2 separate regions of the Drosophila melanogaster genome follow, and region 2 is linked to region 1. The links are chromatin contacts, called in public Hi-C maps. All regions are on one chromosome and are shown on one strand. The core of a region is the stretch at or near the end of the contact, and the rest is flanking DNA. Distances in the headings are between cores, read along the strand shown.

Region 1 (4,917 bases), core at 1,639-4,138:
GGGCAGGCCACAGGACACGAGGGAAATATGCGTGAAGGATGAAAGATGATTTGGCAAATATCCTTGCCAGACAATGCGGCACCAGAAACTGGAAATGCCTAATGTGATTTGAGGATCTTGAGGGATGGCATCAAGATACTGTTATGGATTATGAATTATTAAATTTGTAATTCGACTTAGAATAGGTAGATTAAAAGATTGAACGAATATGTACATATATAAATTAAATTTACAGATACAAAATGATATCAGGTAACAAACAGACTTTTCTTATCGTTACAAAGAGTGATATCAAATTATATAAAATGTATTACAAGTAATCATACAATGCAGAGTGCATAATTCCCCATATCATTTTCATTTCCAGCACACATGTTGCTGCAATTCCGCTTTATAAATAGAAACTCAATAGTGCTTGGGTTGCTTCCGCTTTTAGTGCTTATCGGGCAGATTTTGGAGTCGAGGCAAGTGCCAAGCGGAAATTCTCCGCCGCCTCGTCTTCAGACCCCCAAAAGAAATGGAAATGGTAATAAAAATAATACGAACACGTGCCTCCCACTTCAGGGCGGCTCAAGTGCTCGAAAAACGAACGAATTGAAAACCCCCCTGGATGAAGAAGAACCCTTTTGCAATCGAAGCCCCGGAAAGTGTTATTTGAACTTAAGAAGCGGAAATGCCGCAGACAAAGCAGGGGAATCTCAAGTGAGCAGAGTGAAAAATGAAATTAAAGCCAGCTCAAAACATTAGTTATCTATTGCCGCAAATCATCAATCAAAGTGACCGCCCAGTAAAATTGGAGCAGGAAAATGTATGTCCTTCTTGCTGACCAGAGGAAATTTCCACAGTCCTGTGTCGGCCAAATTCAAAGTGAAAGTATTCGATTACCCAAAGCGATCGTTAAGTGAGAAAGGGAAAAGTATCGAAGAAATTATAAATTGCCGACAAAGCCGAGGGCCAAATACTTGAGATTTCGAGAGGGAAAGGACATAACAAGGAGAAAGTCAAACGAGGACAGTTAGCCGCACTAATTAACAAGCAGAATTGTTTATTTTTACAAGTGCCAAGTGGCCACTTTTTTTTCAGATCGACCGCCCTTTGTTTTCACAACTTGTGTTTTCCTTGGCTTTTGACATTTTGGTGACATACGGGACTGCCACCTAAAAAGACACACATGTAGATGCACAGACAAGGCCAACATATTAGGAACATAGGCTCTTTTTATGAAAGGAAGTGTAAACCTTTTTCTAGAATCAAAGTATGCACTCTACTTTTTAGAACCAGCGTTCTTGTGTCATAAAATTGTATTTAAAGTTATCCCAATCTATAATGCTATCGTCCGTTTTGCTTTTGAATTTGTTAATGCTGATAAAACATTTTATAGCTATCAACTTAACTGCAATTGTAACCAGAACACACACGACGCATCCCTCCCCGTCCACTTTCACCATTTCTCCCAGGGCGAAAGTGTCAAAGTGACATGCCCACTTTGTCGCTACCCGACTTAAAAAATGTCTCAAATTACAAAAATCACACAACAAGACGGTTTGTTCCTCGCACAGGATAAGCGGGATTAGTCAGCTTGTTAGTTAGTTTGGATCTCCGCGTTCCGTTTTTCAGGATCGCAGGATTTCCGTCATGGCAATTGGCAATCCGAGCAATACGTAATGAATGTGACGAACTGTCAGTTGTTTCGAGTTTCCTTGTCGCAGCCGCATTTTCTTTGCATTTTTTAGCGGGTTAATTGGCACTGACAAAGGTCTTGACTTTTGCCTGGGAAACATAACAATTTGTTGACATCTGTAAATATTATGGGGGAATTTTCCAGAGGACTAGCTTCTATCATACAGCGTGTGGAATTGTATATAATTACTAACGGAAAAATATCCCTGTTAACTTTTTGAATCGCCATAATCTAAATTTCATGATCATATCCTCTTGAATATAAAAAAATATAGCTTTACAAATAAAAATGTCTTGACTAATGCTTATAGATATACTATGTTTTCAAATGGACTTCTATAATATGTACTAAGCGAATTGTTTAAAATATGTTCTTCCCTTTACCGAAATAAATTCAAATTGCATATACATTTTAAATAAACTTGTAGTTATTTTCGCACTCTTTATTCATGTTTTTAGAGCACAGAAAAATTTCTCGAGCTCAAACTAATAAATTCCCAACGTCCCATTGCAATAACCTTGACTCAAGGTCCATGTCCTTGCAGATAAATAAGAAAGGAAAAACAACGGGATGCAACTGCAGAAAAAAAACAGAGACATAAAACTCACTCAAAACAGAATTGAGTGAGACACGGAACGTGTTGGAAACGAAATGGAACAGACGGAAGATGGAAGAAAACGTCAGAAGAGGAGATAACAGGAAATGGAATGCGACGACAACGGCGAAAAGTTGTTTAAAAAAAAAGACCAAGAAAAACCGCAAGCAAAACGTTGGCACTTCATAAATGGGCGAGAAAGAGAGGCAAAAATAAAAAGAAAGAGACCTCGCTATGGAGAAATAGAGAGGTGCGAGGGAGAAGGCCAAAAGCGCCGACATTTTTAATTGTAAATGAGTTATGACGCGTTCGTCAGAGAGAGAGGTGAGGCGAAGAAAAGAGAGGGGCGCAAGTTGCTGACAGCGCCGCCTTTCTCTCTGTCGCACGTTCACTCCCCCGCCGATTTTCCAATTGGAAAACGAGAGAGCGAGTGGCGTTTTCACTCAGAGTGTGCGGCTATAGGGCTATCCCGCTTGCACTCGTACTGGCGCGGCTCGCTGTAGGGTGGTCTCGCTTGCACACATAGGGACCATAAGAGGAATAACTGGTTTCCCGAGTTTTGCGCCTGCCGTCGTTTTTGGCTTCTCAGCGGCAACATTTTCCTGACACAATTCAGTTCGTCGTCGCCTGCCTTCCGTTGCGCACACACTCAGTCCGCGAGATTCTCAGTTCGCGTGCGCCAAAGATAAGCAAAAGAAAGCAAGAGAGATATAAAGATACAAGATACTTACACCTTGAAACATACACATACCCCTCGAGTTACCAAAGCTAAAGATGCATCTAGCTTTATAAGTGCCAAGTGTTGAAAAGTGACCAGATACAATACCCCAATACCTTTCCAAGGTATTCCCTAGTTAAAGCCCCATTAAGAACAACATCATACCCTTCAAAATGCTGGTTGGATCTCATCCGTATTTGTGCAACGGGGTGCCCGCCGCCCCTGCAGCACCAAATGCCAGTGGACAGACAACAACAACGGCTAGCAAAAGTGCCGCCGGCTCAGCGACGGACTTTTCCATCGCCGCCATCATGGCTCGCGAAGATGCCTCCAGTCGGGAGTCCTCCATTCGCAGTGCAAGTAAGTTCAGATACATATTGAAAATATCCTTAATAAGAAAGGAATTCTGTGGGAAGCGGCAGAATCATTAATCGGTTGATAGGAACAATTTGTTCTTAAAAATATATTTTTATGCATTAGAAATTTAATGCCTTGAATATTAAGCATTTCGATTATATAGTGATTTTTAAACAAGATTTTTTTAGGCTTAACAGACTTACAGCAAGATTCATTGATGAGATGTAGAATATCTTTAAGATACTTTCATTTCTGTAGTCTCAAATACCATAGGGTACTTTTGTTTAGAACTTCATTTGACAAGCTATAAGTTCCCTAATTCAACAATCTTTAATCATAGTAGGTAGTTGTAACTTTAGATATTCACTTATCTCCTAGCAGTGCTTTCTGTACAAAAACTTACTTAACATACCAGCACACAATAACTAGAAATTGCTAAAACAAAAATGGAATTTTTATACGATTAATTCAAATTAAACGTGATTAACAACTCAACGCCCAAGAAGAGAACCGCAAACTTGACCAGCGAATGCAAACATTATTAGCCACAAGACAATCGCTAATTGATTGCACAACAAATCTATTAAATTACTGTTGTCGCTTTGGGTGCGCAGAGTTCCATTTAATTGCTAATGACAATTAGCAGGCGTTCCGGCCACGTTAAAAAAGAAAAAACTAGTTCTCTCTGGCCGACGGCATTCGCAATTAAGTCGAGCCAAAGATCGCGAATCCAGATATTTGTTAGCAAACACTTGCAGCGCTCTTTTGTGGCCGATATTATGATAATATGCAAATTGTGCACAGCATCTAATCGCGCGGAATTCATATTTAACAAAGGCTGCTAATTATGTTAATTAATTTTCAACAATGTGCTTCATTTTATTAATTTTACGAGGCGCAGAAAATTAGCGACGGCCGAAATCAAAACAAAAACGCTACGAGGTGTTCGTATTTTACGATCTCTTTATCAAATATGCAGCTTTTTTAATTTCATATTTTGTTTTGTTTTTTTTGTTTTCTGTGGTCGCTTTCCGTTTTCCGTTTGCTTACTTTGCATTTTAACACCTACCGTCTGGGCTCACCTGCAAAAAAACCGGGCTGCTTAGTTCTCCCCATCATTTTGTTACCATTTTCGGCTTATGGAAAATGGAAAGCGTATGTGAGAGTTCGCCCATGGATAAGCCCAAAAATATTATTCATCAACTTTTGCGCACACACCTTGAACGAAAGCCCTCCGCTTTTGTTTATGCAATGGAAAAGAGCAATCGCAGCTAGAGTTTCGGGCTGTTTAATTGCCGATTTGTGTTCAGTTTGACAATTAAGCCAGCGGTCGTCGTCGCACTGTCTCATTGCAATTGAAACGCGAAGCGAAGCGGAAACTCCAAGAATATGAGACGACTCCACGCTGTCTGCCGCGAAATCAGCTCCACCACTCAATGTTGTCAACGGAAGCACGGCCTCGGTTTTTGGCCAAATGCACAACGGAAAAATCGTTAATAAGACGCACAAGTTATGAAGGAAAAAGTGATGAAAAATTCAGGAAACATTGTGATCTTTAAAGTGTTT
Region 2 (4,917 bases), core at 850-3,349, 56 kb after region 1:
TTACTAGTCCTAATTAGCAGGACACTGCCATGGAGCCATATTCCCGCCTCCTGGCTGCTCCTTGCTTCAAACTTTTCGCCTGCCTAGTTAGTTTGGCGTGGCAGTCATTAGTAGTCCTATGTTAATTTGGTGCGCCTAATAAACTGCTACTTTTTGCCAGCGCCCACCTGGCGCACACCCACCAACACTCTGACCCCTGCGCCGCCCAAAACCACCCAAAAACCACCCGCTAACCCACCTCCAACCGTACCCCCCAAAAAACGAGCCAGTGGAATGGTGGCGCTGTGCGAATTTGCCACTTCAACAGCTCCTTGGTGGCAACACGGTCACGTACGCGAAACGAGTGAAAGCTGAAATTTCGTTGAAAAAGGATATATGGGCACAGAGCTGGCATTGTCCTGGGGCCGTGAGCTGAATTCCAACTGCGTTCGTATACATCTGAATACATATATATATATATATATATATATATATATATATATCCATATCCGTATATATATGTATACCCCGCCCTATCTGTCTGCTTGTCTGCCATCTTGGCTTTTACATACTAACTTTTCGCCCATTTCTTTTTCCTTTTCGGCCTTTTTGTAAAATGGCGTGGCAATGTGGAGAAAGAAAATGTAGAAAAGTTATTGATTTTTTTTCGGTGGATGATGAGGTGGTGGTGGGTGGGGGCGAGATTACTTAAATTCAGGATGCTACGCTGTTGAATCGGGCGAAATAATTTTGTGGGTAAAGTGTCAGAGGATCAGCCGCAAATAAAGCTGACGTAACTGTCAAAATGTGATTCACTTTTATTTATTCATCATTTTTCGGTAGTTGTGACACCGACTGGCAGCCCATCATTTTTACCACACATTTTTAATATGCACAAAACACACGTCACACAGCAAAGGCCAAAAACTTTGTTAGCCAATCTGACACGACACGAATATATAAGATAAATACTCCAATCAAAAGCATAAGTTCTAGGCTATAAAAGAAAACTAAACAGGAAACTTTCAAAGGTGACAGGCAATATAAAATTAAGGTTTTCATTATAAGCTCATTTCTAGGAAATGGTAAGTATTTTCTTGACTAAATATGATGGTAAATATTCAAAAATGAAATGTGAACCTTTAAAATATCTTACTTAACTTATTTCACCTTTCAGTTGTTTGCTAGTTTATAACTTTCTGTTGAAAATCGTGTCAGATATCGTTTTAAGTATCCCATTATATTCCATCATTTTTCTCAGGCGAGAGGCCTTACCAATTATGTACATATACATATAGTATGATTTTCTTCTTTTTATGAGCACTCCGCTTTCAACACTCTTTAAAATAAGCGCATTAAATGCAAAGCTGCAACTTCCGATTTTTACGCGGTGCACACGAAAGCATTTTGAGCCTCCTGCAGCCAAACTAAAAACCAGTTGGCCGTCTTAATTATGAGCAAATGTTGGCCAAGTTATGCGTTCCGTTCTTCAGTTTCGTACTTTCCCCCCGACTTGCCCCTCGCTGCAGGCTCACTTTTCACTTTAGTCGGTGGGTTGTGCGAGCTTCAAGAGGGCCCGCATCCAAATCCTATAATTATGTGCAATCAATACTTTTTTGGTATCGGCTTAAAGCCGGAACGGATGTGCATTGGAGCGGGAATGGAGTTGGAGTCTACTCGCAACTGGAAGAAGTTCAAGTTGAGGATGTGCCAGTTGCTAATAAAGCGATTTAAGAGGTTTCATTCATTCAAAAATGGGGTAGCGGAGGTATTTTTTAAGAAACTTACTTATATTTATAAATGTATTTTGGTCGTATAACTATTAAGCTTGCCTTTTAAATATTATATAATGTTATCAGATTCCCTGGTGTTTTAAGGAATATTTTTGAATTTCAAACAGCCATAATTATCGATTGCAAGGACTTTCTGATTATATCCTGGTCGATATCGATATTCTTCATCGACTTATCAAAAACAATGCCAGCGTTATTGCGCAAAATTCAAGCTAGCAAACTGATTAGATATTTTATTTCCTTCAATACCTAAATCACTAAATAGTAAAATAAATAAATAACTGTCTTATAAAATGGGCTTTGAATGGAATCAGTGGTGGAAATTCTATTTTGTTCGTTGCCTGGCAACGAAAACCTCGTTTCATAGCAAACCCAGTGGCAAGTGTCAAGAAAACAGGTGCTCAAAAAAAAGGTTGATTTACAGAAGACAAGATGAAATTTATTCCGCTGCACACGACAAACACGGCGATCGTGTACAAGAACTCGCTGTGCTCCTTTGCCTCGCTTTTGGTCCTGGCCTTCATTGCGCTTTCTGTGATGCTGCCCGTGCTGCTCGTGTCCTTGCTGAGTCCCTATTCTGGAATATCAGAATCGAGGGTGCTGTACGAGCAGCCGAATGTCGAGTTCAACTACGAGTACATATTCGTGGGCACAACGGATCAGGGGGAGTACGAGGAGGAGGAATCCCTGGTCGCTTGCAGCAGCTTCAGCCAGTTCAATGAGCAAATGGAGAGTTATACGAATAGCTGCACCACCACTAGATATTGGACAGAGGATGTGGACTACGATGGCGTAACAGATCGGGCGCACTTTCAGCTGGAACTGCAGGATGTGCCCACGCGATTGGTGAGCTTCAATCTGCTGGTCTTCTTTGAAGCTGAACTGCAGCACAAGTGCGATCTATCGCCTCCGTCCGTGCTGGCCCATCAGTTACAGCTTCCTCTGCACGCTCGCCTCAGAAATGGACACGTTCAACTGAAGGGAGAGCTGCAGCTGAAGCAATACGTAGAGTTCACCTGTCCATTTCCGGGACGCAACATCAAGACTCAGTTCCGACAGGTTCAATTGGATACGAACTCTACCAACGGAAATATAGATCAGTTCAAGATGGAATCGCTGCTAGCGCAAGTCAAGGCCAATCCAGCATATTTCCAGCTGGCCGTGCAGGAGACATACTACAGAGAAACGTCAGCGCGCTTGCAGCCTGGTCTCATCATTGACCTGGAGCTGGACGTGCTCCAAGTTGCCGCTCGCTATCATCTTAGCATTTGGGAACGGCTTGGACAGTTCTGGCTGTACTTCGCCTCCTTCTTCGGCATCTCGTTTTACATAATGAACAAGCTGAAGGACTTTCTCTTCGGACGCCACATCGTTCGCTCCTGGGAGATCATACCGTGGAAAAAGCTCTACTGACACCAATCGGGCGCCATTTTGGAGATGGACAACTTCTCGATTGGCGAATAACTTAAAGGTGACTCTGCTTGGTTACCCAATGCAATTTCATTGTCAGTCAAATAATAAATATAACAAATGTACAGAGAATTTAAGAGGAGAGCAGAAGATCGGAAGGATCCGCCTACTTATCCCGGCTATTGGACATCAGGGCTAGGTTGCCAAAGGAAGATCCAGCGGACGCTGGCTCGGGGGTGGGGTCAAATGCACGGTTGTCCTCAAGGATGATGGTGGTGCGGGGATAGTGATCCAATTGCACGAACAGATAACGATACTCCAGTTTACCAGAGTCACTCTGTAAAAAGTGAGGATTAGAAAAATGCGGCCTGGGAGATATTCATCACACATACCCTTCTGGACTCCAGCTGCACGGTGGCCTTGTTCCTCAAGCCCTGCACATAGAACTGCATCCGCATGTGGGGCTTTCCATTGCGCTCGTAGCTCGAGTGCGCCACATGCTGTCTGCGACCGCGCCTGGATGTCTCGCCGAATCCCTTGATGGGCGCACCAATTGCATCCTGTACCCGCGGATCTTCGACCACACGTCTTAACGCGTCCGCGTATATATTGTTCGGGCTTTCGCTGGAGAATAGCTCTCGGAATATGGCAAAGAACATCACGCAGGTCACCCCTAATCCGGCGATTATAATCGCCGTATAACTGGCCGTCTTAGTGTTCTCCTTGATCTTCTCGCCAATGGGGCGCACATCCGTCGACACCTGGGTGTTATCCTGCGATCGTTGAAGGGATCCGCCACCATCTGCATGAATAATATAGTAAATATTTCAGATGTAACCTGATGAGAAGTTTGAGGCACAAACCGCGCGACGCTTCCTGTCGCAAATGTGGACTCCAGTGCATCGCCGCCGCACATTTTAACCTGGCAAAGTTGGTGGGCAACAAATTTTGCCGCTGAGTGACCAAATTGCGCAATAAAGCTAGCCGTGACATCGTTCACGACGAAATCAATGGTAAAAAACAAATAAACGTACTTTACGAAAAAAAGAATTCTAATCAGCTGTTTAGTTTTTCGATACAAATAGTGTTGCACATTTTCACCAATTAGCGGGTTATCGGGCTATTCCCGCTAAAATGGCTATAGCCAGCTAGAATGGCGTTTTTATTATTTCGATATTTACTAAAAACAAGAAATTGTTGAAAGTAAATTTTATATGTTTAGGGTACACAGATAATATTACAAATAAATCATATATATTACAAATAAATTTCGAAGTCAACGTATCTGTTCTTATTTATTTCCCTTTCATACGTTTCAAAATCTAAGCTCGTAGCTAAAAATCTATTATTTTCATTGGCTTGAAAATGGCCATGTATCAGTGCGCTCGAAAGCTGGTAACCCTGCCATCTGTGATAGTAAGCTTTTTTTACGTCAAAAAGTCAGAAAACCTGATAAATTAGGAGAAGTCCATTCCCCTCCAGAAGCCAGTTACTCCAAAGTTCGCCATCACGTCGCTTCCAACGCTTTTCGGTCGCATACTCAGACGCTACTGCGCGGTGAATACTAATCCCAGCAAGATCATGGTGGTCACACACAACGTCAAGGGATACGATGAGTTCACCAAAAAGATGGAGGAACTGGAGAACGGCGACGAGCCGGTCCACGTCCTCTTCAGTGGCGGCAAGGACGAGAAAGGAGAGAGCTGGTGCCCCTACTGCGTCAAGGGTGAGCATG

Evidence for each region. Hi-C and Micro-C count contacts between places; a contact is called where the count stands out from the background.
Region 2: a Hi-C map of the Kc167 cell line shows a contact between it and region 1, with 3 times the contacts expected there. A contact is called at or near these places in 45 of 107 Hi-C or Micro-C datasets (the Clone 8 cell line, the D17-c3 cell line, the Kc167 cell line and 19 more) and 1 of 7 datasets of targeted methods (the Kc167 cell line).

What each region holds. Positions count from the first base shown.
Region 1 is chr2L:5,458,751-5,463,667 of dm6, forward strand. mid (midline) reads left to right here and starts at 2,889. Exons shown (of 4, transcript NM_135083.4): 1 at 2,889-3,354. The coding sequence starts at 3,168.
Region 2 is chr2L:5,515,638-5,520,554 of dm6, forward strand. CG14020 reads left to right here and starts at 2,100. Exons shown (of 1, transcript NM_135084.4): 1 at 2,100-3,312. The coding sequence starts at 2,205. The coding sequence ends at 3,185. It overlaps CG7382, which reads right to left and starts at 4,259. Exons shown (of 3, transcript NM_135085.3): 1 at 4,046-4,259; 2 at 3,575-3,984; 3 at 3,256-3,519. The coding sequence starts at 4,175. The coding sequence ends at 3,349. It overlaps cl (clot), which reads left to right and starts at 4,498. Exons shown (of 4, transcript NM_001273170.1): 1 at 4,498-4,598; 2 at 4,665-4,908. The coding sequence starts at 4,764.